Linked DNA regions of Mus musculus: regions 1, 2, 3 and 4 are each linked to region 5. Evidence: chromatin contacts called from public Hi-C data. All regions are on one chromosome and are shown on one strand. The core of a region is the stretch at or near the end of the contact, and the rest is flanking DNA. Distances in the headings are between cores, read along the strand shown. Region 1 holds the start of Cyb5r4 (cytochrome b5 reductase 4). Region 2 holds the start of Dop1a (DOP1 leucine zipper like protein A). Region 3 holds the start of Myo6 (myosin VI). Region 4 holds the start of Senp6 (SUMO/sentrin specific peptidase 6). Region 5 holds the start of Lca5 (Leber congenital amaurosis 5 (human)).

What was found. Hi-C and Micro-C count contacts between places; a contact is called where the count stands out from the background.
Region 1: a Hi-C map of uterus shows a contact between it and region 5, with 4 times the contacts expected there. The contact joins the promoter of Cyb5r4 here to the promoter of Lca5 in region 5. A contact is called at or near these places in 2 of 484 Hi-C or Micro-C datasets (CD4 T cells and uterus).
Region 2: a contact with region 5 is called in a Hi-C map of CD8 T cells, with 9 times the contacts expected there. The contact joins the promoter of Dop1a here to the promoter of Lca5 in region 5. A contact is called at or near these places in 1 of 39 promoter capture datasets (cranial neural crest) and 2 of 484 Hi-C or Micro-C datasets (CD4 T cells and CD8 T cells).
Region 3: a Hi-C map of LSK cells shows a contact between it and region 5, with 4 times the contacts expected there. The contact joins the promoter of Myo6 here to the promoter of Lca5 in region 5. A contact is called at or near these places in 1 of 39 promoter capture datasets (cranial neural crest) and 1 of 484 Hi-C or Micro-C datasets (LSK cells).
Region 4: a contact with region 5 is called in a Hi-C map of CD4 T cells, with 4 times the contacts expected there. The contact joins the promoter of Senp6 here to the promoter of Lca5 in region 5. A contact is called at or near these places in 1 of 39 promoter capture datasets (cranial neural crest) and 1 of 484 Hi-C or Micro-C datasets (CD4 T cells).

What each region holds. Positions count from the first base shown.
Region 1 is chr9:87,019,030-87,024,318 of GRCm38.p6, reverse strand. Cyb5r4 (cytochrome b5 reductase 4) reads right to left here and starts at 2,290. Exons shown (of 16, transcript NM_024195.2): 1 at 2,066-2,290. The coding sequence starts at 2,140. Ripply2 (ripply transcriptional repressor 2) reads right to left here. Exons shown (of 4, transcript NM_001037907.2): 4 at 3,878-4,666. The coding sequence ends at 4,510.
Region 2 is chr9:86,464,873-86,470,148 of GRCm38.p6, reverse strand. Dop1a (DOP1 leucine zipper like protein A) reads right to left here and starts at 2,995. Exons shown (of 39, transcript NM_177208.3): 1 at 2,853-2,995. It overlaps Ube2cbp (ubiquitin-conjugating enzyme E2C binding protein), which reads left to right and starts at 5,233. Exons shown (of 10, transcript NM_027394.2): 1 at 5,233-5,276.
Region 3 is chr9:80,162,082-80,167,186 of GRCm38.p6, reverse strand. Myo6 (myosin VI) reads right to left here and starts at 2,153. Exons shown (of 33, transcript NM_001039546.2): 1 at 1,958-2,153.
Region 4 is chr9:80,064,445-80,069,540 of GRCm38.p6, reverse strand. It overlaps Senp6 (SUMO/sentrin specific peptidase 6), which reads right to left and starts at 2,638. Exons shown (of 24, transcript NM_001311110.1): 1 at 1,969-2,638. The coding sequence starts at 2,017.
Region 5 is chr9:83,438,613-83,444,161 of GRCm38.p6, reverse strand. Lca5 (Leber congenital amaurosis 5 (human)) reads left to right here and starts at 3,063. Exons shown (of 8, transcript NM_027448.2): 1 at 3,063-3,253. The region is part of intron 1 of Gm2087 (predicted gene 2087); the gene reads right to left.

The DNA.
Region 1 (5,289 bases), core at 1,041-3,540, 3.6 Mb before region 5:
CTGTTTTAGTATCAGAGACCACCCTTCAACACACCATACTGTTTTAGTATCAGAGACCACCCTTCAACACACCACACTGTCTTAGTATCAGAGACCACTCTTCAACACACCACACTGTCTTAGTATCAGAGACCACCCTTCAACACACCATACTGTTTTAGTATCAGAGACCACCCTTCAACACACCATATTGTCTAAGTTTCCTTTTGCTGCTATGATAAAACACCATGACCAAAGTCAACTTATAGAACAAAGAGTTTATTTTGGCTTATGGTTCCACAAGGGGATTCCATAATGGCGAGGCAGGTGTGGCATCAGGTACCCAGAGCAGGAAGCTGATTAATCATATAGCAACTGCACACAGAACAAACTGAAAATAGGTGAAGCTGTAAACCCTTAAAGCCTGCTCAAAGTGACATACTGTTTCCAATAAAGCCAAGGTTTCATAACATCCCGAGACAGCACCATCAACTGGGAACCCCATGATCAAATGCCTTAGCATATGTAGGACATTACAGTTTCTCAATAAACACTGAACAGCTATTGCATAAGGAATCTGTCTCTGTGTAAGATTCAAATTGGTGAGATTTGAATAAAGGGCGTAAGGTAAGGAATATCTGCTGAGTGCGTAGCAATGCTGTGCTATGGAAAAGTCTCATCTCAGGCCTATGAACAAGACAACAACAACAACAACTGGTCACGCGTACATACACCTGAGCCAGAATGTGACTGCGATGAAGTAGTGGGTCTTGGAAAGACATCTCTTTCCTACTCCAAAGTTCTAGACTTTTAACAATTTAACAATCAGCCTATCTGGCTGAGTTCCATTTTTGAAAACTTTATCTGACTGTTTCATTGTTTTATGCAGTCCTAACTCTGCCTCTCAAGGGTTCGAGATTGTCTCATTTCATAACAAAGAAATTAATCCTACCTGAGGGTCCTATTAAATTACACAAAGATCTTACTTTGCCCTCTTTGGGGACAACAAAACTTACTTCTGCTATCGCATCTAAGGAACTTGCTGTCTTTGCCTAGAAGTTTTCTCCTTTAAATGAATGCTGAGAACATAGCCATTTTAATGAAGAAAGTCAGTTACTGACGTTCTCATTCTACAAAGGGCAACCTTAGACTATGGAGCCAAGCACTTAGCTTAAAGAGAGAGCAAGATACCCAGTTGATGGCTGGTGAGCAGAGGCGCACACACAGCAATGAAGGAAATGTCATAATCACAAGCTTACGTGACTGATAGCAGACTTTCATCAACCTATTTCTTTTTACCAAGAATGAAGATAGTAAACGTCCCTAGCTTCAGGGTAACTGTGAAGATTCAATGGGCAAAGGAAAAGGACTCCAGATACACATGGCCATCAGTGAGCCCACAAAACATCTTAGTGCTATGTATGATTAAAGCTGGGGACAGACATTTCTGAAAAATAAATGAAAACCTCAATTCCTTTTCTGATCTAAGGGCAAAACCTCAGATCTAAGTGGAGAAGAATGGAAAGTCTCAAAGTCATATAAAATAAAACTCGAGAAAGGAATCGAGTAGCCCAAGAAGACAGAAGTCTCAAAAGAAAATACCAAGATGTGGTTACAGAATAAGGAACTAGCAAAATAACATAAGAGCATTCGCCTTGCAATGAATACACTACACAATTTGTACTGAATTTTGCAACTATATATCTGTATTTCCACCTGCTGCTGACAGTAACCATATTCAACAAATAGACAAGAGCATGGTACCAGATTCAAAATCAACCAGGGGTGTCTACAGATGAGGCAGTGCTGGAACCACTGGCTACCGTATACACAGAGGAGTGCGACTTGAAGAGGTGGCACTAAATCTGACGGCAGGTTTGCAGACTCCAATCATCCCTAGCCACCGCCACTGCTCAGCCTGGATCTTTGACCGTAAAGAACAAAAGACTGGAGAGGACAGCTTGAGACAGAAATGCAACCATGCCGGAAGCGGGGTGCCGAGTGGACTTACCGCGGCCAACTTCAGCAGCTCAAACACACTTAGGGCGTTTGAGTTAGTAGTCGAACGAACGGCGTCGCCACTTACCTTGCTGCGCCCCTGGGAGGAGACGCGCTGCTGGGAGCCGGGGGCCGGGAAAGCCTGGGAAGGGACGTTCAGCATCCTGGGCCCCCGGCTCGGGCCGCATCCGGGCTCCGCCACCGGACAGGCTGCCCTGGTGGGACCCCAGCGCCCACCACCGTCCGTGCGGGCTCCTTGGCCCGGCCGAGGCCAAGCCCCCGACCCACTTCCGGGGTCGCCAGGGGTCAGGCGCGTCGTGACGCAATCACGCTCACGAGAGGCGGGGCGGGGGCGGAGTCAGAGGAAAGGCTCACTCACTCTGTGAGCCCGGTCGCCCGGCTTGGGAAGGGGTGGCTGTGCGGGGGTTGGGGGCAGGGCAGCGCATGCTCAGTTACTCTTTGGTCCTAAACTTCAGCACCACAAGGAAATGACAGCTTTCTGCTGAAAGATCAGAGAGTGAAGCTGTTCCCCAGCCCTGGTGCTGATAGAGGCCGAGGGTTATTTCTGGTAGAACAAGAAGACCAGTGCCTGTCTCTTGATAAACAACAATTGAAATATGAAAGAAAACAACACTATCAAAACGTTCAGACTGCTGAATAGTTCTCTCCTGTAAAATACTAAGCTCTAGGAAAGAGGACTTCACAGTTTCATGAGCTAAGAAGCCGAACTCAAGCAGCCTCTGCTGTGGGTTAAGAAACGTCACGTTTGGGGAACCAGTCTGGAAAACGAGTAAAAGACGTTTCCAGACGACGTTTCCAGAAGACCTTCTCTATCCATACACTCACACATTCTTCCTCCTCCCATAACTCTTCACTTTCCCTGAAATCTACAAGTAGCTCACTCCTAAATAGAGTGATTTGGTTTTGGTGTCATCCTTGTATTTAATGGCCTATGCACGCTACTTTTTATTAAAGGAACATTTTGTCTGTATAGGCTTGGGTTTCTGTAAGAAATAAATGGCTATATCTAAACCATATACTGTATATATTAATAGGCATGTAACAAAAGACAGGCCACCTTATACTATCCTGATTTGTTAACAAGAGAAATTCCTAACACTGTGGGTCCATGTTAGTGATACATTGGCTTTTTCTTTTTGCTAGGAAAATACACAGATCCACAGGGTGGAATCCAATAGAAAGAGAACATTTTCCCAAAGAGTAGTTCTAAATAACCCATCCCATTCTCTGTGGGGTTCTAATTTTTTCTGATTCTGGACACATCATTTACTCCAGCTATGTAGTTTCCAGAGTCCCTGGGAGTCAAAGTTGTGATAATGTGGTTTAATATTATGAGAGAGTCTGTGGATATGCTTAGTCATTCAAGCACGGGACATTTCTTAGCTAGCTAATTACCTCTCATCTCCACCTCTACCCATTTTTATTCTGGAATACTGCAGGAAAATATTTTTGGTATATTGTCAGACAAGCATTGAACTTGCAGTTCTCCTGCCTCATCCTCACAAGTAGCTCAGATTATAGATTAATAAAATATGTTTGTTTGCACCTGAACTGCTGAGCAGGTGATTATATAAAAACTAAAAGGACTTCATGAGCATAATCTACTGTGTCACCCTAACCATGCAAGTCCATCGTCCATCTCATTAAAGTATGGAATAAGTTTTCTTCTGTGATGCCTATGTAAGAAAAATCAGTCACTGAGGATTTATTTTACTCCCCAGAAGAAGATGTTTATATGAGAATATTGTGAGCGGGAAACTAAAGCAAAAGGAAAGTGGATAATGTTGAATTTTATGTCTTCCAAATCTTAGCTTTATCCAGGACAAAAGAAAAGAGAGCAACTTCATGTTCTCACCGTTTTTAGACTCTGTACAAATCATTCAAATTTAAACCTTTTTTTTTTAATTATAGGAATCCTTCAACATATACAGAAAGTACTGAACACCAGATTAAAGACAACAGGAGAATATCAGAGTGAGAGTCACACTACTCCATACTTAATTACAGTCCTTAAGATTTAAGTGACCCAAGATTGTTTTTCTTTCTCAACTATAATTACTTAAAGCATTTCCCTATGAGCAAGCAAACAAATACTAATATCCGTGAGAATAGTAGCAGCACCCAGTTTTCCTCACTAACTGCCAAGATTATATCATCTGTAACTAAACATCCAATTGAGATCAGCAGAAAACACCAGACATTACAAGAGCCGGTCTTTTAAAAAAACCAAATAGTTCCTTGAAAAATTATAACTAAAGATAAATTTGTGATTTAATAAAAAAAAAACCAGAAGTATTCTTTGTGAATCACAAATATTTATAACACAATCAGGACATTTGTACATGATGTCTATCTTAAAATCCCAACATTTAATTCTAGTGTAGGGACAAAGAGGATTCCAAATACTGTAATTATTACAAAATGTTTTATTAATAATGTATATACAAATAAATTAGTTTTAAAAGTTTATGGTACATTTATATACAAAATTCAAATTGTCAACAGAAGTAACTAATTAGATTGATTTTCACAGGCCAGCCCCTCTATTTCATCTTCACTATCAGAATCTTCATAAAACGAAATTGTAGCTTGAATTGGGAAATTTTTCAGAAGAGTTTCTGCTTCTTGATATAAGTAGTCGTAACACTTGGACTTGGGCCAGAATAGCCTGAAAGAAGCAGACAACATGCTATCCATATGTTTTCACACTTGGGGTCCTAATTGTCACCAAACAATTGATTTCAACAAGCTCTCTCTGCTTAATAATTAGTTTACACATTTTGGAGACAGAGTTTAAAGCTGCTACTGTTACAGTTTCCATGGAGTCTGCTTGCCAGTGAACAAATAAATGGTTGACTTTTCGCCATCTCTAGCCAAGATAAAATTGATATTTAAAAACTGACTCACACTCTATAAGCAGAAAAATCAATGCTTATCTTATTTCATGTCTATTTACATGCTTATTCTTATGAAATGCAGAAAGTTAGACTTACACTCTCTAAATTTCTCTAGAAGGCAAATAAATCCCACCCTTCCATCACACACGTGGATGATAGCCAACTAGACAAAGAGGGTAGAATGTCTGCACTCTGAACAGGTTTCAGGTCTCACTGTCCAGCAGAAACGAAGCCCTTAGTTACAGATACAGCCCATATGCTTGATCAGATATTGATCAGATATATAAAAGCTTTAAGGTCTATGCCTTCACAACTTGCTAGGTGGGAAAGCTGCTCTAACACCAACCTTTATTTCCAATTCATCTCCTCTCCCATCCAATCAATCTGGGAACAC
Region 2 (5,276 bases), core at 1,746-4,245, 3.0 Mb before region 5:
GTGGGTGTGCGTTTGGGAACTTCAAGGAGTGAAGCTAAGAGAAAGTAGGTTGGACTTGAGGAAGGGTATGGCAGGGATGGGCTGAATCTTGCCAAATTCCCCTCTCTCTTGGCCACCATGAGGTAAATAGCTTCTGCCATGCCATTTTACCTGACCAGAGGCTGAGAAGCAAGAGAGCAAAAGACAGGGACAGCAACTGCAAACCAAAAGTATTTTCTCCCTCAGTTATTTTCTGAAGGTGACAAAAAGCCCAGCATAATACTTATCAGAATTTAGCCAAGGGATTTAATTTTCAACATTTAGATATTGTTTCCAAACAGTCAGAAATAATAGTATCAGACTTTTTTGACCTATAGTAATTTTCAGTTATCCCAGATTTTAAAATCATTAAGCACTGAATACATTTTATATCACTTTCATATTTCATTCTTTTGAGATACCTAACTAGAAGGAGAAATCAGTATAGTGAAAGGAAGACCACTCTCAACACGGCTTTATTTGTTGGAACTTTAAAGGGCCTTTCTACAAACATTCAGTAATAACCACAAAAATCAAACCAAAACATGAAGAAAAGCATCAAGCGGCTGGAAAAAAAGATACTTTTGTTATAAATGAAAGAAAGAACTAGGACCAATAGTGATACATGCATCCTTAATAGTAACTTTTTTTATACTGAGGATCCTTAAACGTCTTTTGTTATACCAATGAGGTCTCACTACATACATCTTCATGCCCCAGAGACCTTAGACAGCAACAAGGGGCCAATTCGTGGCTTTTTCCGCTTGGAAGCAGACATACCTCTAGTACAGTAATTCTGAAATTGGTATCATGTGTTATTTTATTCTAGGAGACTTTAACAGTACTGCAATGAAACCCAGGGCCTCAGGCATGCTTGGTAAGCATTCTACCATATACTTGCATTAGAAACTGGGCTCTCAGCTGGGCGTGGTGGCGCATGTTTTTAGTCCCAGCACTCGGGAGGCAGAGGCAGGTGGATTTCAGAGTTTGAGGTCAGCCTGGTCTACAAAGTGAGTTCCAGGACAGCCAGAGCTATACAGAGAAGCCCTGTCTCGAGGAAAACAAAAAACAAAAACAAACAAACAAACAAAAAACAAAAAGGAAAGGAAAGGAAAGGAAAGGAAAGAAACAAACTGGGCTCTCTGGTTAGTTAAATTTGGGAAATGTTATTTAAACCTTCCTTTGGAAATTATATGCATGCAAGCATAGCATGAAGTCTTTGAGGAGCTGCCTTCACAAGCAAACCAAAGTTAAACTTGGGGGAAGGAGGTGTGGCTTGGTGGTAGAGTGTTTGCCTTGTATTGGAAATACCTCAGGTTTGATCTCCAAACAAACAAAAGTTAAGGTTGGTTAAATCTAGTGTGTTGCCACATGATTTGACATGGAACACTGTTTAAGGGAAGTAAACTATTGCTTTAGTACAGTCTTGATGGGAAATAGCAATTTTGAAAATCATGAGCTCTTCAAATCCCTGAGGCTGTTCATGTGCCAGGCCCAAGGTTTCATTCCTTCCCAGCACCCCAAGAAAAAAAGTTTACAGTGGGAGCACAGGCTTGTGGTAGAATCTAACTAAGCATGCACAAGGAATCGCAGTACCACTAAAACAAAACAACAAAACTAGACACCAGAATACAGACAGTAACTGAGGGGTAGAGAGATCATACCCAGTTAGCAGCAAAAACAGAGCTTTGAACCTTAGCCCTCAAGCCCCAGGCTACAGTTGTTTCTACTATTGGAATTACAAAGTAGGGCTCTTCACAACAGATGGGAAAGCAATTAAATTTAACCTTTGGGTCATGGTGTCACATTTTTGGTCTATGTTTCCTTCAGTTTTAAAAATTCTTTATTAAAAATTGGGTCCCCAAAAGGGGGTTGCTTTTAGCAGTTCTGAGGAATGACAAAGTTTAATTAGAAGTAACCATTACAACAAGGAATTCAGACTACCTGGGCTATAATTTCTGTCAGCTCAACGAACCAAGGGATTGATAATCCTGTGACTTACTTAGCACATAGCCTAGCACATAGCGACGCCATGCTAATACGAATACAACTAACCTCAAAGTGGCAAGACCTTAACACCTACATATGGGGCTATCATCTCCAGAATGAAAAGTTTTGACCCTATAGTTGCGAGCTACTAAATGAGGTTGACTCCTGTATTTTTCCGATCAAAAAAAAAAAAAAAAAAAAAAGAGAAGAAAAAAAAATGTGTTTGTTGACTACAATCTCTAAATCTGAGTTTTCTTCAACTCCACAGAACTCCGAGATAATATAAGAATTAACAAGACACAATTTGCTTGGGGAGGAGAAAGTACAGTTGCGTGCTATTCCCTCCTCAACAGGATGAGGGTGAGGTTAAGTACAGCGATGGGGCAACTTTCAAAGCCTTGGAAATCAAAGGTGAGGACTGTTAACAACTTCCGTGTGCTAGCTCGGCTTCCTCTTGGTGAACTTGGCTCTGCTTCCCAACCCTCTGCACCGGCACATCGGCGGGCCTCGGTGTCGCCTCGATCCTAAAAGGGACCCACCGGGCTGGCGAGGCAACGGGGTGCCGGGAAGCCTCCAACAAAGGCGCCGGGCACCCGCGCCCAGGTGACACCACCCCTCAGCCCCGTGCCGGCTCTGCCCGCCGAAGGCCACGGGCGGACAGGCCCCGGGTCCCACCGCTCGCCCCGGGCAGGTCAGGGCCCGTTTCCCTCCACCCAGAGGCGGGCTCAGGTGGGGGCCGGGCGGTGACACCCCGACGCCACCACCGCAGGCCAAGCCCGGAGACGCTCGCCCGAACCGTGCCGCGTCTCGCCGCGCGACCGCGCCGGGGGCGGGGACGCTGTTACCTGCCGCGGGCTCTGCTGCTCCCCGCTGGCGCCGCTCTCTTGGCAACCGCGGCAGCCGCACGAAGGCCGCCAGCCCAGGGCCTAGTGACAGCTACCAGCGTGCACCGCGCGCGCCCACGCCGGCGTCGACGTCGGCGGCCTCCGTCCCCGCCCCCGTCCCCGTCCGCTGCTCGGCGGCCACGGCTAGCCGGCGCCACAGCGCCCTCGTGCGGGCGACCGGAGAGACGGCGGAGGGAAGGCGGGAAAGGTGTGAGCAAGGAGCCAGCGAACCATCATTTTGATGGAATGGGGGAATTGAAAACAGTTTTGAAGTATTATTTAAGTACGATCATCTGGATCCACCAGCACTTTATGCGCGTCATTTCAGGCACAGTTTGTGTGAAACCGAGAGCCAGTTTAGCACTTTTTTTTGTATCTAGCCGTCTTTCAAACGCGTATTCGAAAGGGTTGTTGTCTTTACAAGTGTTTTTGCGTGTTCTAGTTTTAAACCATATATGAGGAGCACGCTAATCTGAGGACGCTGTGTATTTTGCTAGGTGTCAATATTAAGTATTGCCAAAATTTAAGTAATATTCTGTGTTAAAAGTATAAGAGAACAATTGTCCTTCAAATAAATGAGTTGCCACCAAATAGTAGTTACCTTTGCTTTTTTTCAAAAATTATTTACTTATATTTTATATGGGAGTGCCACAGGTATGTGTGTGCATGCATGGAGCCCAGAAAAAGAGGTCAGATGCTCTGAAGTTGCAAGCAATTATGAGTGCTATAAACCTAGCTTCCCAGTCCTGTGAAACAGCAACCAAGTGCTCTTAACCACAAAGCCAACCCTCCATCCCAAAGCTTTTACTTTTTAAAGCTATTATTCCCTCTTATGATCTCAAATTGTTGGAATGAAACAGGAATTTATATAGCAACATGATAAACTTTAAAACACCTCAAAGGTTGATATTAGAAAAGTTATCTGAAATCACATTTTCAGTATACTTAAGACCAGTTTTTGTTTTGAGACAGTCTTGCCACATAGCTCTAGACGGCCCTGTACTCACATAGCCCAAACTGACCTTGAACTTTCAGCAATCCTGCCTCAGTCTCCTAAATGCTGGGGTTGCAGATATACGCCATCCTCTTTGGATTAAACCTATTTAGAAATGCTTCCAGTTTGTTCAATGTCAGATAATTATAACTATGAAATTATGAAATGGAACATCAATAAACAGGATTTCAGTCCTGGCTAGTTTTATGTCAACTTGACACAAGATAGAGTCTTCTGAAAGGAGGGAACCTCAATTGAGAAAATGCTTCCATAAGACCTAACTGTAACTCGTTTTTTAAAATAGTGATTGACCTAGGAGGGCCTAGCCTATGTTGGGTGGTGCTATCCCTGCCTGGGTCGGTGATCCTCGGTTCTATGGGGAAGCAGGTTCAGTGAAACCATGGGAGCAAGCCAGTAAACTCACCCTCCCATAGCTTCTGCATCAGCTCCCCCTCTCGGTTTCTGCCCTGTTTGGGTTCCTGTCCTGACATCCCTCAATGATGAACAGTGGTATAGAAGTGTAAGCTGAACACATGCTTTCCTCCCCAAATGCCTTTGGTACTGTTGCTTCATCACAGCAAAAGCAACCTTAACTAAGACAATCCCCATTATACAAGCTATGTTTTAAATAACAGCTTTCCATTCTTAAAAGGTGTCCAACTGAAATCCTATGGCCTGATATATTTGTTTATACCACACTAGATCTTTTACTGCATCAAACTTTCGAAATGTATCTTGTAGGAGCAATTAAGTTATGACTTCTTTTATTTCTGCAGTATAGTGGGAATGTATATCAGAAATTACTCATTTCCTTTTAGCTTCTCAAAAGTTACATGAATGGTCAGTCAAGATACAAGTCCACCAGTCTTTTAGTGGTTACACTGGTTTTTGCAACTGTTTCAGTCTTGGAAGTACCATATCTAGCGCGAAATGTAATGGCCAATCAATTGTGGATATTTTTGGATACATCATACGGAAGCTAATAAACTGTTCTAGTTCAAATAAAGGAGACTCCGATAAAGTGGGCTTTGGGGCTCTGGACCTATGGGAAGTACCACCTGTACAGCTTCTGCTCCATTATCTACCTCATCCTACTCAACTATCCAGAGAAGAGCTTCCCCTGGCCCAAACTGAGCTTTCTGTTCATTTCAGGGAAAGAAATGCTCGTAGTCATAGTCAAGCCCATCCAACATCCTTCCAGTGGAGGTCAGCTCTGCTCTCTGGGTCGCACCTGTCCTACTAGAGCGGCCACTGGGGCAAGGTCGGCGCCTCGGCAGTGCGCTCTCTTCCCGGTAGGTGGCGCTCTAGCCGACAGACGGCCGCCGCCGGATCCCTTCGCGCTACCTTGGCCTGGGAGCCAGCCGCCTGCTACGGCCGCACGTGCTCCCACC
Region 3 (5,105 bases), core at 904-3,403, 3.3 Mb after region 5:
TTTTCTCCTCTATAAAAGGAAAGGCTGTCAACCTGGAATATTATTTTGTAAATCAAACCTTTAGGGGTTTTTTTTGTGTGTCACATCACTACTAAATCGCCAGCTCATAAACTGTTAACAAAGTATCTCTTTCTGGGAATCACCATTATACTGTGTGAGATTTATTCAAATTGCAATGTGTTTTTCAAATTGCAATGTTTAAATAAGATGTTCTAATATAATATATATAATAATATAAATGAAACTCCAGTACCCAGGGCCTCACACACACACACACACACACACACACACACACACACACACACGCGCGCGCACACACACACACAAGGCAAGGTCTTTACCCACTGAGTTACACTCCCAATCCTGTACCCTAAGTGGAGTTTTGAATACCAAGAGAAAGTTAAAAACTAGAGAATGGTTTTTTATGTGGAGTTCTTATGGATTTATTCAGACCTTGCATGGTGGAAATCTTTAAAACCATCTAAAGGCCTTTCAAAACCCAGATACAGTCCAGTTGTCTAAACAATAAGTGATCCACCACAGACGCCAGGCAAAGTCACAACAGGATGAGCGAGGAGCCTTCGGCTTCTCTCCGATTTCCTGGCCACTGTTATTTTAAAATTTGATCGTGTAAACAAGGGAAAATCCCTTTCGGACAAGTCCCATGGACTATAATTTGCATCTTTGTTTTTAATATGTTGTAGCTTCTATGAAAAATCATAGTTGTTCACTTTTTCTTGCTCATGTGTCTAGGTACTAAAGACCATATGTAAAATCTATACTCCACGGCTTTTTAACTGTATAATCGCAATACTCTTTTCTTAAGGGTTGTATTCTGTCCCTGCCTTTTACAAGTAACTTTTGAAAACAAATACAAAACTTGAAAGGAAGAGGGAAAAAAATGGGTAACAGATCACACACACGAAATAAAAACACTACAGGCCGACGAGCATCAGACTAAAATGACTTCTATTTATCACTGTGCCTGTTTACTCCTGTGCAACTGCAAACACAGAAAATGGGCAGACATTTAAAAGTCAATGAGCTGTTCTGAAGAACTACATTGTTTCTGGGCTTCCTCTGTCCCCCTTGTAGCATTTGTGGCCATTTCTAAAATTAATGCTAGAGAGCACTAAGGTAATTTTTTTTTCACTAAACATTTCCCAGTTGGAAAACCACAAGCCAAGATGTCTTGAAGTCGAGTTAATTTGTACAGAAATGCTGCTGTTCCGCAGCCAACCTTTGGACCATGACCACCACCAAGCTCAAGACTCAGATTTTATGGTGTTACAGCCGAGCCTCAAAGGCTGTTAAAAGTCTCAAGCTGACTAACTATATTCGAAAATCCTGCAACTGTAACACGAGAGCAAACTAAAGTTTTATTCAACACATATGAAATCGGAGCAGCGTTTGTGTAGCGCTCCAGCAGTATCTCCACATTGGGATTTAAACAGCTCTGCCCTACATACTTTATGCCGGATAAAATGTATCTTTGTGTAAAAGTTCCTGACATAGATTATCTAAGAATGGCCTTATCAAATTATTTCCTATTTTAAAATACAATCCACAGCTAGCACGTTTTAATTAGTTTAAGACGATTTGGAATTAAATAACAAAGTTATTTTCAGCAACACATCCGTAAAACTCACACTCAAAATACTAGAACGCTTAGGAACTAAAATTCCAGCTTTATAGTATGCTACCATGGTCTTCTTCGACACAGCTAAATTATTAATGGTATCAATTGATCTTTACTCTGACAACAAACTAGACTGTGTAGCTTTTTCACTGTGTTTCGAAAGGAGAAAATAAAACTATCTTGCAGTGTCGGGTGGGACTCGTCAGGTGACAGGAGCCCCGCTGGCCCGGGAAGGGGAAGCCAGAGCTCCAGTCCGCGCCGGGCAGAGCAGAGGCCAAGGCGGTGAGGACAGGCAGGCGGGCAGGCGCCCACACTCACCCGGCGAGGCAGGTGCGCGAGGGGTCGCGGCCGTGGAGAGGCTGCCGGGCTGCGGGCGCGAAGGGCAAGCGCGACACCGCGGCCGAGAGCGAGCACCGGAGACGACAGCACGACGGCGGCCGGGATACGCTTCCTGCTGGGACAGATCCCGGATCGGTCTCCACCCGCCGGCCAGAGAGCCCTGCAGAGTGCCCAGCCTGCGCACGTCACTGCTACGGAGCGCCCAAGGGGGCGGGAGGCGGGGCCGGAGGCGGGATTTTGTGGGACCGGGGCGGGGCGGCTAAAGAAAGGGCGGGTCTTCATTGGCCAGTGGGCGGGAACAGCCTAAGGGGCGGGGTCTTGGGGCAGAAGGGCTGAGAGGGGCGGGGTCCTAGGCAGCAGGACAGGGAGGACTCGCAAAGCGTAGGGTCTTGGGAATGAAGGAGCAGAGGGACGTGGCCTCAAGTCAAGGAACGCCGGGGCGGCTGTGAAGGGGAGGCCTCAAGAGCTAGGGTTGAGAGGGGCGGGACCTCATGAGGCGCCGGGGAAGGGGGTGGTTGAAGGAGTGCTGGGTAGGGGCGTGGCCTAATGGCGTGGGGCAAGAGAAGGGCGGGGCCTCAGGTTCCGACCGCATCCCTGCATCCCTGCAAGCCAAGGGCTGCAGGTAGCCCCTCATGACATTCCCTACCTCGCAGTGGTAGTTGTTTCCACTGCCACAGCGAGGGACCACAGCAAAGAGTCAGTTGAAGAAAAGTTGAGAGTGGGACAGGCGAATTGCGGAGGAACTCGCTTGTGGGGATTAAGGGTGGCACCGCAGCCCATCTAGGCTCGTGCTCCTCACCTGCCTGCGTCAACTTCCTGTTCAGCCCTTGGAGGATTGAACCACGGAAGAAAATTTTTTCTTCTCTGGCTAGCCTCCCATGCAGATATCATATTTACTTCTTACAGCCCCTGTATTTCCACCTCGCCCCCTTTGTTGTTGTTTATCTGGACTCTTGAGAGAGTCTCGGTCTGTAACCAGGCAGTCCTGGAACTCATCATGTAGCCCGCGCAAGCCTAAGAATAGTGACAATCCTTGTGGGCTGGTTTTATAGAACTGAGCCAACTGGCCCGCTTTATCTTTCCGGTTGTTTAATTTTACTGTCCTTATAAGGTCATATGTGGGTCATCTTTTTAAATTAAATATTACATTCCTATGCAAATTTGAGAGCAAACATCTCCTTTACTAGAAAAAAGAGGTTAATATGAAAACAAAATAAGGGGCTGGCAAGATAGTTCAGCCAGTGAGGGTTCTTGCAGCCCATCCTGAAGCCCAGCATGTTTCAAGGAGAGAAACAACTCCTCATATTGTACTCTGACCACTGGGCTCTGTCTAGAAGATTCCCAGAGAAGACAGGTTTCAGGAATTCAAACTGGACCTGGTGCCTCGTGCTTGTAATTCTAGCTACTCGGGAAGCTGCATGTTCAAGACCAGCATGGTCAGTTAGTAATATCCTGTTTCAGAGAGAGATGGGCTATAACTAAGTCCACGGTAGAATACTTGCCTAGCATGTGAGGCCCTGGGTTCAATCCATATCACCACAAAAAAATGGTAAGGGAAGGGTCAGGCATTCAGAGACGACCCAAATGACTTGATGAAAAAGCTACCTTCCACTGAACACATTTCAAATTCGTAAGACAGTAAGTAAAATTAGGGAAACTAAAAAAGAGGAAGGAAAACCAAGAAAGGAAGTAATTTACAGCAACCACAGAAATGTAGCTCCAAGATTGCCAAAAGAAAAATCTCAACTATATCAAAGATTGTAAAATAAACTAAAACCAGGGGCAGACTTATTTCTCAAATTCCAGTACTAAGGTGAGAGAGGGGGATAGAGGGCAAGCAGAACCCTTGGCTCACCATTGGCTCACCCTGGCCAGCCATTCTAGCAGAAAAGGAGAGCTCTGGACTCACTGAGACCCCACTACAAAAAATAAGAGGATGAAAGACTGAAGAAGATGCTTGTGTTGGTTAGGTTTTTTATCTGTTTTGCTTTGTTTTATGTGGGTTTGTTTTGTTTTGTTTGGCAAAACTTCATGCAAGTTAGAGTCGTCTGAAAGGGAACTTTAGTTTTTAAAAATCCCCCATCAAATTACCCTGTAGGCAAGCTTATGGGACATTTTCTTGGTTGATTGATAATTGATGGAATTAATTAATGGAAGGACCCAGTACACTGTGAAAAGTGTCATTCCTGGGCAGGTGGTCCCAGGGAATATAAGAAAGCAAACTGAACAAGCCAGGATGAATAGGCCAGTAAGTAGGAATTCTCCTTTACCTCTGCAACAGTTCCTGCTTTCAGGTTCCTGTTTTGAGTTCCTGTGATGGATTGAGAGTTGAAATAAACCCTAAACTGGCTTTGGGTGGTGTTATATCATAGTAATACAAAGCAGACTAAGACAATGCCTAACATAGGGCTCCTACCCAAATATATTGCAGGTACGCAGAAATAATTGGCTTTTTAAAATGAAGATCATGGTGCTGAAGAGATGGCTCAGCAGTTATGAGTACATAGTAGCTCATAAGAGCTTTTAAATCCAGCTCCAGGGGGAAATCTCATAGGCTTATTCTGGCTTCATCAAGCACTGCATTCCTGTGGTACACAGACATATGTACAAGCACAACGCCCTACACATGAAGTAGGTAGAATAATAATAGTAATGATAATAATTAATAATGATAAATTTCTTTAAAGGAAAAATGAAGATCGCTACATATTTTTAATACATACCTTACTTAAGTTTGAATTTGACATAAAGATAATCTGTTTGTAAGTCAGTAGAAGGTGTTTTATTTACAGTTGCTTTTTGTAACTAATGACATCCATGAGTCTTACCCTTTGTCCCTGCTTTAATCTGTTTCATCTCTTTACTTCTAGCCTCATATCTCTCTGCCCATTTCTTCTTTCTACCTCCGACTGTTACCATTTTCTGGGCCACCATCACTACAGATCTTAGATAATCATAACCACTAGTCCATAGTTAGAAATCCAAGTGAGTGGTTCTCCACTATCCTCAGTAGAAAGTCCAAACCCCTTAAGATTCCTCTTCTCCTGGACCCTTACCTACTTGGAGACTGGCTCTGTGAGTTACCCCTTAAGATACCTTCCCCTGGACCCTTACCCACATGGAGACT
Region 4 (5,096 bases), core at 1,389-3,888, 3.4 Mb after region 5:
GGTTTTAAAATAGTAATTTCTAAAACCCTCATATCTGTAATCCTTGAGCTGAGGCAGGAGGATTTCCAGAAGTTCAAGGCCGGACTACATAATGTGATCCTGTCTCAATTTTTTAAACAAAAAAAAGCTGGATGAGACAAGATGAAACCCAAACTTTCACATCTGTACATTTACAGTGGAGTAAATTAGAATAAACTAACAGCAATGGAAATCAGATGAACTCTCAGTGATGGCTTTGTGCTTGTATTATGCTGTGTTTCATCCACTCAGAATTTAAACTCAATTAGAAGCCCATAGAAGCCCCAAACCTACAAAAACCTACACGTATAATCATCTGCCTAGAAACTATGAACATCAGAAAACCATCTGGTGAATTTCCAATTTCCAAACAAAAACACAGGCGCTTAAGCACCGGCTACCTGCGAGCTACTACTCCTCTCTCCGCCTGTTGGCAGGGGTTCCCTACCACGGTCAAATTAGTATGGAGGTAATATGAAATGAAGTCATGAGAACATACTAGCTTTCCTTATCATAGAGGACAACCATTCCCCACGTCTTACATAAAGTCCGGTCTGCAAAGTAAAGAAAGCTGCTCCCCCCCCCCCCCCACTTCCCTATTCTCAAGTACAAAGAATAAAGAAAATTACTTTTCCTCTTAGTCTCCATTCACAACCCACTCGGTCAAGGAGTAAACAAGGCATAGCCTCCCTCCCGTTACCACTAAGAGTCTTTCTTAATTTTTTGGTTTTTTTTTTTTTTTTTTTGGTTTTTTTAGTTTTTTTTGTTTTTCGAGACAGGGTTTCTCTGTGGAGCCCTTGGCTGTCCTGGAACTCACTCTGTAGACCAGGCTGACCTCGAACTCAAAAATCCGCCTGCCTCTGCCCCCCGAGTGCTGGGATTAAAGGCGTGAGCCACCAACGCCCGGCAAGTCTTTCTTAATTTTAAACTACATTTTCTTAATTCTGTAATATTTCTAAATCATATCTTAAAGCATGGCCTGGATATATTTCATCTAGAAAACAAAATCCTGCAATTACCCCCAAAGAGTAAATATACTTAACAATTACTGAACGCGGACTTATTTTCCTAAACATATTTACAAATCCGATTACCAGGAAATTTAAAGTCGAATGAACGTTTACGTTCCCGGTTCACAACTGCAACTAAATGTACCTGTATTATGGAAGTCCCTTTACAGCCATAGGCAAAAACCAGTATCGTTATCCATTTACCACCACACCAAACCAAAATAGACCTTTTAAGCCGGCTTGGTCCACCAACTGAAATAGTTAACTCTGCTTCACAAGCGACTAAAAATGGGAACACACCCTAACTCTTTTACCTTCCCCGGCTGTCTCCAAACCGACACTTGGAAGCTCATTCTCTCTCTTTTTTTTTTTTTCCACCTCCCATACCTGCTTTACAAAGTATAAACAACCAAACACATCTCACCGGAGTTCGGGGCACCGCCGGGTCTAACCTGCACCCCGAGGGCAGCGGCTAGCCTGGGAGCTTTTAACCACAGGGCAGTGTTAACCACCACCTCTCCCCCTGCCTCCTTGGATCGGCCAGTTTCAACCAAGCTTAGGTCTGAAACTTTCCACGAACGCTTAAGAAAGACGCGGACGAAGTCTGCTCCTCACCCACTAGGCACCCATCGAGAATATGGAGGTGGGAGCGAGCCCAAGCCTTCGGCGCGCCCCTCGCAGGCCGCCCTGGGCCTCGGCTCGCTGCGCTACCACCGCGCCGCCTCGCGCCGGCCTGCCCGAGCCTTGGCCCGGGCGGACCCGAAGTCGGCGCGCCTGCAGCGCGTTCCCAGCGGGCCATCGGCCGTCCGGGCCCCCGTGGCCCCCGCGGCCCCAAGCCCACCCGGAGCAGAGAGCTGAGTATCACGGCCCGGGGGTGGGAGACACCCCGGTGTCGGCGAATTTCGCCCCCGACTCTCCCCCGAGGGAGACCCGAGCGTACCTTTCAGGAAAAGAGCCCCAGCGCTGCCACCGCTCTTGCCCGCCGCCATCTTCCTCCTTCCACGCCGCCTCCTTCTTACTCCATGGCCGACACCGGCGCGGTGCTGGCGGGGAATGGGGGCCGCGCGTCGGGAGGGTAGCAGCCGCAGGGTGGCGGGCCTCGGGCTCGACCTCCGCGAGGGGCGCTCCCCGCCGGCCGGGCCCCCCACACAAAAGCGGGCCTGACGGGAGGCGGCGAGGCCCACGGCCTGGGCTGCTTCTCCTCAGGCGCCTACCGGGGACCGTGAGCGGCGGCGGCGGCGCTTCCCGGGCCCGGCTCCCCTCGGCACACGACTCCCCATCCACCGGGCCGCGCCGGCCTCTGAGGAGCTCCCTCCGCTCCCCTCCGCCCCGCTCCGCCGCTGGCTCCGGAGGACGGAGAACGGAGCGAACGCTCACACGCCTTCTACGTCCCGGGCCGTAAAATGGCCGCAGCGGCTTGAGCCGAGCGAGGGCTCCGCGACCGTGAGGCGCCCGCGACCCCTCGCTGCTCCAGCAGTGGCCGCCGCCGCCCGCCCACCCCGCCCAGGCGTCAGAGCATCAGCCCAGGCCTCGGCGACTGTCCATGTGGACGGGGGTGGGTCTCCGCCACCGCCGCGCGTCGGTCGCCACAGCAGCCCCGCCGCCGCTCCTCCCCCACCGGCCTCCGGGCCCGCCCCGCCGCCGCCGCCGCCCCAGAGCCTCTCTCTCCCTTCGGGTCCCTGCTCGCCCCCCTCCGGGCTCGGCCGAACCCGAGCCGGGGGCTGTCGTCCTGCCGGCCTGGGGTGGCCTTGTCTGGCCGGCCTTGGCGAGGGACGAACAAAAACCCCTTCCTCGGAAGGCCCCCATGGCAGAGCCGGCCTGCGAGCGCTTGCCAGCCTGCCGGCCAGGTATTCTATTTGGTCGAGTCGCACCACAAATTCTAAAGAAACGCTCCAAGTTCTTGTCTGACCCTGAATTTAAAACGTGCCATGGGAAGGAAAAAAAAAAAAAATGAAGCCAGGTAATTGGAAAATAAAATTGTGTTCACATCCATCTTCCAAACAATGCATATATGATATGATTGAGCCAGTACACTTTGTGTGTGTGTGTGTGTGTGTGTGTGTGTGTGTGTGTGTGTGAGAGAGAGGGGGGGGGGGGAGAGAACACAGTAGACTATGATACAATTTGAGGGGCTTTTTTTTTTCTTCTTTTTTCTTACAAACCCCATGTAGTGGTGTAGGTTTTTCCCAGTCCATAAAGGGATAGAGACAGGTGGATCTCTCTGTCAGATGGAGGCCAGCCTGGTCTACAAAGGAAGAGCCTGTCTTCAAAAACAACAACAACAACAACAAATCCATGAAAAATGCAGAAAATGAAAAAAAAAAGTTACAGAAATTCAAGCCCCTTAGCTGTGTGGTCAGCTAATAAACATTTTTTTCTTTCCTTTCCTTCCTTCCTTCCTTTCTTTCTTTCTTTCTTTCTTTCTTTTTTTTTCTGGTTTTTTCAAGACAGGGTTCCTCTGTGTAGCCCTGGCTGTCCTGGAACTCAGAAACCCGCCTGCCTCTGCCTCCCAAATTCTGGGATTAAAGGTGAGCTAGCGCTACCACTGCCCGGCTACATTTTTTCTTTAAAAAAAAAAAAAAAAGTGGGTGGGGTTGGGGGGAGGGTGTTTTGCCTGCATTTAGGGTGGGAAAGCTGCTTCTTGTAGTTACTTCAGAGGCCGGAAGAGGGTACCCAGGCTAACCAAACTGCTGAATCCATTTCTCCAGCCCTTTGAGTGAAAAAGTGAAACATAAAAAACAAAAGATTCTAGGCCTTTAGGCCCAGGCTTGAGAATGTGACCTTTGTGACTCAATGCTCCATGGTATGCTAATCATAAAACAAATAGCGGCATTCCTCCAGCAACCTGCTTCCTGGGTTCAGGGCATGTTTGTTCAAAGAAAGTCACCCTGACCCACCCTGACCATTGCTGGAACCCTCTATGCAAATATGCTATTGTTAGAGGCTCCTAGAAAACTGTCTTGACTTTCCACTTAACTGGTATTTTTGGTATTTTCCAACAAAGCCCTCCCCACCCCCTTGAGTTATGGTTTCTTCCTTTAAATACCCCCTTACCCAGCTACTCTGGGCACCACGGTCCTCTACCCCTTCGTGGTGTAAGACTGTGGGCCCAAGAGTGCTCTTGAAATAAAAGTCCTTTTGCAGTTTGCATCAAGACCATTTCTCGTGAGTGATTTGGGGTATCACCTCTCCTGAGTCCAAACGTGGGGGAGTCCTCACGTTGTGGGTCTTTCATTTAGTGCATTGGCCGGGAATCGCGACCACCCCTCACACCCAGAACCGACTTGGAGGTATAGGGATCCCCCCTGGAATGTGTGTGTGCCGGCCGGTGTCTCTATTCTGAGTGTCTGTTTTCTGTTTTCTGAAACAAACGTGCACTTGTTGTGTTGGTTTGTTTGTCTGTGTCTCGTCCTTTGTTTCTGAAGCACAGAGCAGCCTGAGTTTGGATCCGTCTGAGTTTATACTGATCAGCCTGAGTTTTGGATGCTGATATGCCTGAGTTTATACTGATCAGCCTGAGTTTGGATCCACCTAAGTTTGGTTTCTCTGGTTTTGGTTGTCCCAGTGGAAGCGGATGATGGGGTTTTCTGAAACGCACACTTTGTATTTGCAGCTGTCCTCTCGGACCATAAGGACCGGAGGACTGTGATCGGCAGACGTGCTAGGAGGACCACAGGCTGCTGCCCTGGGGGATGCCCTGGAAAGTGGGGAGAGCCAGGAATGCCTGGTAGTCTCTGGAGATTGGTCAGAGGGACCGAGTTCTGTTGTTGAAGTGGAAGCTTCCCTCTCTGAAATCGTCTAATTCTTTTGCCTGCTTGCGGAGGACAAGAAAGGGTCACGTGTGTCTGGATCTGTTGGTTTCTGTTTTGTGTGGTTTTGTGTATGTGTTTAGAGCTATGTGAAAATCTAGAGAAGCGAAGGTAATGCTCATAGGTGCTTTGTACCCTGACTAGAGATAGTTTACACATAAGAGAACAGGTTTGAGAAAAGCAGTACTCTCTGACTATCTGGGGATAATTTGGTGAAAGAGAAAAAGAAAAAAATAAATATACAGGATCAATTGGTCTT
Region 5 (5,549 bases), core at 1,814-4,313:
CTGGCAGACAAATGATGGGGCCAAGCCCTACCTCGCTCTCATCCTTGGGGCTGGCTCATTCACAGCCTCTCAAACTAGGAGAGCCTACTGTACTGCCCAGGTGAGGTGTAGGGCCTGCTCTTGGGGTCAGCTCTTCCCACTGCCTCTGGTGGCAGCATAAAGGGGTGAGGGGACAGCCCTGCTTTCCCAACTCCCAGAGTCAGCTCTCCCACACTCAGGGGAGCAGCTCACCCACACCCCTGCCACCAGGGCCAGCTGCACTATGATGCCTGAGCAAGTGGTGCTGCCACTGGTGAGGGGTGGAGCCAGCTCTGGCCAAAACACTGGAGTCAATGGTGAGGGGTGGGGCTGGTTCTAGACAGCCCTTGGATATCCATGTCATCCCCATAGGCTGCCTCCACCAGGGACTTCCCCGTGTTCTCTAGTGGTGATATGAACCATAGCCATCAACACTGACCCCTGAAACTGTGTAGCCATCGATCCAGGCATGATCTTCAGTGGCAGCTCAGGCTGGGACCTCACCATGGCCTCAGGAGGTGCCACTGGCCATTCAAAACAGGCTACTCCTCTCCACCCTTGAGTCTCCAGTCCCACCTCTCTTCACAATGCTCAAGCTGTTCCACTTCTCTTTCCCTCGCTTCTGGCCACAACATATTTGTACATCGTGGTTGTTCCCACTGTAGGATGGCCGTGCGGCCACCAGGCCCCTGGTTACAGCCTCCATCTCCCTGCATGGCGGGGGCAGCAAGTGAGTGTCTATGGTCTGCCTGTGCTGTTCTCAGGAAGGGGTCTGTGGATGGCGTAGCGATTGCAGGGCTCTTTCTGTCTTCCCCCTCTTTCGATGTGCAGCTTGGTGGTAGGCAGGGCTTTGTGGGTCTATGGCCTACATATGCTGTGGGGTGGAGGGCAGGTCTCTGGGTATCTTTCTCCTGCCCCTACCTTATGGCATGGCAGAATGCAGGTCTGCTTTCCTCCTCCTGTGCTGTGCTGCCTGGATTTGGTTTGATTTTTGTGTGTCCTAGGCATAAAACAGCTTTGGCTACTAAGCCAGGCATCAGGCTAGGGATGAAGAAAGGACTGCCCTCTGCTCTGCCCCTGACTGGTAGAAGAACAACATCAACAAGGTGTTTCATTGCACAATGCCCGGGGGGCGGGGGGTTGTTTTTTTTTTTCTTTCTGTTGTTTTTTGTTTGTTTAAGACAAGATCTTGCTATGTGTATAGCCAAGGCTAGGAGTTGATATATTCCTGTCTGAGGCTCACACATTTTGGATCATATCTGTCACACACAACTTTTTAAAAGAATGGTATCTTATGAAAAACTGAACTTTTGTTGAGGATGATCTGCTATTGTAATTATAAGATTATATGCACGTATATATATATACATACACACACATATATATATGTATATGTGTATATATATATATATATATATCTTTATTGTCTGATGTCAGGAAAACTATGTCTACCTCTGGCTAGTAAATGGTTTGAAGGTTCTAACAAGTCCTTCTGATTCTGCAATAGTAGTTCCCTCATAGGAAAAACTGCAGTTTCTTAAACATATGTAGAAATGGTTTTTTTGTGTGTGTGTGTCATTGCCATAGAGCATCAAACATGGCAAAGTCCTGCAGGAAAAAAAAGGGGGGGAGGGGCATTCATTGGCCAATGGGAGTCTGAAGCACTGTAGTAACAGGAATTCCTGTGAGACTAGAATACAAACCCAGAGTGCCCAACTGTGATTAGGATTCATCCCCAAACACAATCTTTACAAACGGCAGTTAAATATTTAATGCAGTTAAATAGTTTCAATTAGTAAAAATATTAAAATGTGGTTTGGTAGCTTCAGTTCTTTTTTCCTGGAAAGCTGTAACCTGTGTAGTACACAGTGAAGTGAAATGGTATAATCAGAAAACTGAAGTCCTAATAAAAATGGCAGATCAAAGTCATGCCATGTAGAAAGGTGAAGTTATCATCACACTTGGGACAAATCTTTAAAACATCAATTTGGTAAAACTGGCTTTGAGGAACTATAAATTATTTTGGTTATTTTTTTTCAAGGTCAAATAAAGTAATTGTTATCTCTGATAGAGTAACACTGTGTGGTGTAATAAGGACACTGAAAATGTTATACACAATTAGGTATTTTGTTTGGGAGATTTCTAAAATTTTAGATACTTTTTTGACTTGCCAGTAATGCTATTACCCTGTTAGAGAAATGCTCTAAAGATGCTAGATTTGGAAGTTAATAGCCATGTGGTTCTATCCTGATCTCACCGCTTACTACCCCCTGAATCTATTTTCTGGAGTATAAATGACAGCAGGCTTCAATCGGGAACTGAACAGTCTTATTAAACGGTCTGGATGAGAAGCTCAGAGAGCGTCAGAGCCCCCGTGGAAAAGATTTTCTTTATAGCTTCTTTACCTACTGCAATTAATACTGCTTAGTGTGCACTGTCAAGTTTAAAAGAAAAATTAGCCATCTAGCTGCCCTTAGCCCACTGTCATGCACTTCAGAATATTTCCTTTAAAAACAATTCTTTGAAAACATAACGAGAACAAACGTGTTCTCATTATCCTTTAGCCCCAGATTTCCTTCAGAACTTAAAAATCATGCGCAAGCCATATTCAAGATGTGTTATCTCAAGAAAGTCCAGAACCCAGGCAGCAGTATCATGAAAATATCAAGTCCACACCCTCCTACACATCAATTTCAGCGGAACCAGAAAAGTACATTGATTTCTTTATAACGAAATCCAAAATATTCAGAAAAAAATAGGGCCGGTTTCCAAGGGTTTTGTCCACAGACCCTTTCTGGAGCCGGCGTCCCTCTATGAGAAGGGTTGGCATTCTTTCGGTCTGTCCTGGGTGCTGGGCTCCGTGCAACTGTCCTCGCGGGTCGCGGTTCCCCGCCTCACCGGCCCACCAATGGTTGATGCCTCTCTCCTCGCCATCCCGCCTTCCGATGCCACAATAACCAATAGAAATGAACGTATGGAGTCCAGTAACCAATGGGAACTGGGGGAGGCGGAGGCCGGTCCTCCCGCGGTGCAAGCTGGGCTTCTGCTCCGTTGCCCAGGAGCCGAAGCCGCCGAGCCGCCGCCCGCAGCCGTGGTCCCTACAGTGAGTGAGTTCAAACTCCCCGCAACCGCAGTCTGCAGCGTCCGGGTACTCTAGGTCTCGGACCGTAGCTGTCGGTCGGACTCGGGGATCGGCCGATGATCCAGGCAGGAGCAGGAGGTGCCAGCTTGGAGGGTGAGGGGCGGGCCTCGGATGAGAGAGGAGGTCTGCGGCCGGGGGGGGGGGGGGGGGGGGATGGACGTGATGGGGCGGGGCGAGGCGGGGCTGATCGGCGGATGCTTTGGAGAGAAGGAAGAGAAAGTTGAGAGACTGGGATTTGTTAGCCCCCTAAAGCAGAAGGAAAGCATGTGCAGACGGATCCAAAGAAGAACGAAGTTACCAGAAAGAAACCCCTGGAGACTGGTGTAGATCGGGATGGGAAAGGAGGGCGCGCGGAGCCTTTCAGAGACTCTGGAACAGTCTAGGATATTATTGTTAACACTGTCGTTAAAGGGGAGAGACACTTTGGTCCAGGCTGTGGATTATTTTTATACATCATTGAGGGATGGAATGGAACGAATGAAAGTAGTTAGCAAAACCTACCTGTTGGCAGAACTGAGTTGGGGTGGATGCACATGCCTTTTGTTTCGCGCTAGCTGAATAAGGGAACAGTGTTTCCCTGTGTGACCAGTTCACCTGAATGTAAATTCTTAGTCACTTCATGGGCTTGATACGTAATGGTATCTTTTGGTTGGTAACAAGTTGCTAGGGGCTGTATTTTTCCTCCAGAGAAGTGCAGTGAATGGTAGACACATTGTGAGGATTAATTTTACGGAGGTATTTGTACCTATATTTGGGTAAGTGGGGTGGGGGCGGGGTGTGGAGGAAGGTTTTATGAAAGTAAATTTTCTTTTAGGATTGATTAATTGTGTGTGTGTGTGTGTGTGTGTGTGTGTGCGCGTGTTTCCTGTCCTGGACCAGCTCCTGCCTGCACATCTCAATCCCGAAGTTTGAGGGTCTTAACTCTTGGCCCAAGCAGAGTAGGCTTGACCACATACACATGGATGCTCAACCGTGCGTTCAGGATTAGATAGATGTCTTTGGGATCAACAGTCATAACTTAGGGCTTGAGAGCTGATTCAACCGTTAAGAGTACTAACTACTCTCCCACAGGCCCTAGGTTTGATTCCCAGCAGCCACATGGCAGCCCACAACTGTCTGTAACTCCAGTTCCAGGGAATCCTACGCTGTCTTCTGGCCCTTCTAGGTACCAGGAACTGTATCCATGGCACACAGACAGGCGTTCAACAAAACACTCACATAACTAACTTACTAACTAAACAAGCACACAAATAATCAAATATAAGTAAGTAAATTTAAAAAGTCATTTAAATGGTGAGGGATCGGGTGAGAGAGCTACAGGCATCCAGGAAAAGGGTAAATGGAGGTTTCATTTTTCTCATTCTCATTAATCTGTATTCTTTCTAGTCTCTCTCCACACTCCAATTTTCTATTAGTATTTACAGTATTTCACCCTGTGATCGGTTGTGCATTGGTTAGTATGTTTATTCAAATGTGTGGCAGGAAAGACGAGTTCTCTTAGTTCTTTAAATTGATGGACCGTCATTCAGACGTCAAAAGCAGTTGATGCCTCTGGAAAATAAATATTTCCAAAACTGTATCTCTTTAACATCACGGAACTACTTCTGTCAGACTTGCTAGAAAAAGACTCAAGCAGTCCCTCCTGTTGTCAAGCTTGGGGACACCCCCTCCTCTGCCCACGACTCAGTCTTCTATTTTTTTTTTTTTCATTCCATAACTCAGTCTTCTATTTTCTTTTTTCATTCCATAGTTTCTTGGCCAACTCCATCCTTCCTGGTGGCTTCTACTATCCATAACTTACTAGCACACCCCCAGTTTTGCATCTCTCCCAACTTCTGGGTAGGTAATTGTAGGTACTTCCAGTTGGATTAGCCTGCCCACAGGTACCTCAGACTCACTGTGTCTGATAAACCCCATGCGGTCAGATGATAGCATTTGCATCCAGCTTTACAAGTCAAAAACTTTGGAATTCTTCCAGGTTCTTCTTCTCATACTCGACATTTAGTCCATCACCAAGTCCGGCTTATTTGACTTGCTCAGTATCTCCAGCATCACTTTGATGCTCTCTATCCCTAGCTATGCTATTATAGCGCAGACCTCTGATTTTTGGGTTAAGGTAGACCTTTGTAAAGGTCATGTCTAAGTGCTTTAACCATCCTAAAGATCCTTTGTTTCTGTAAGCAGTCTGCCTGTGATTGTAGCTTCCATCTGATCCAGCCTCACTCATTACTTTCTGATGCCCACAGCCAGTGTACTCATTTCAAACCAGATTGTTCCTTTTTCCTTTTTTTTTTTTTTTTTTTTTTTTGGTTTTTCATGACAGGGTTTCTCTGTCCTGGAACTTACTTTGTAGACCAGGCTGGCCTTGAACTCAGAAATCCGCCTGCCT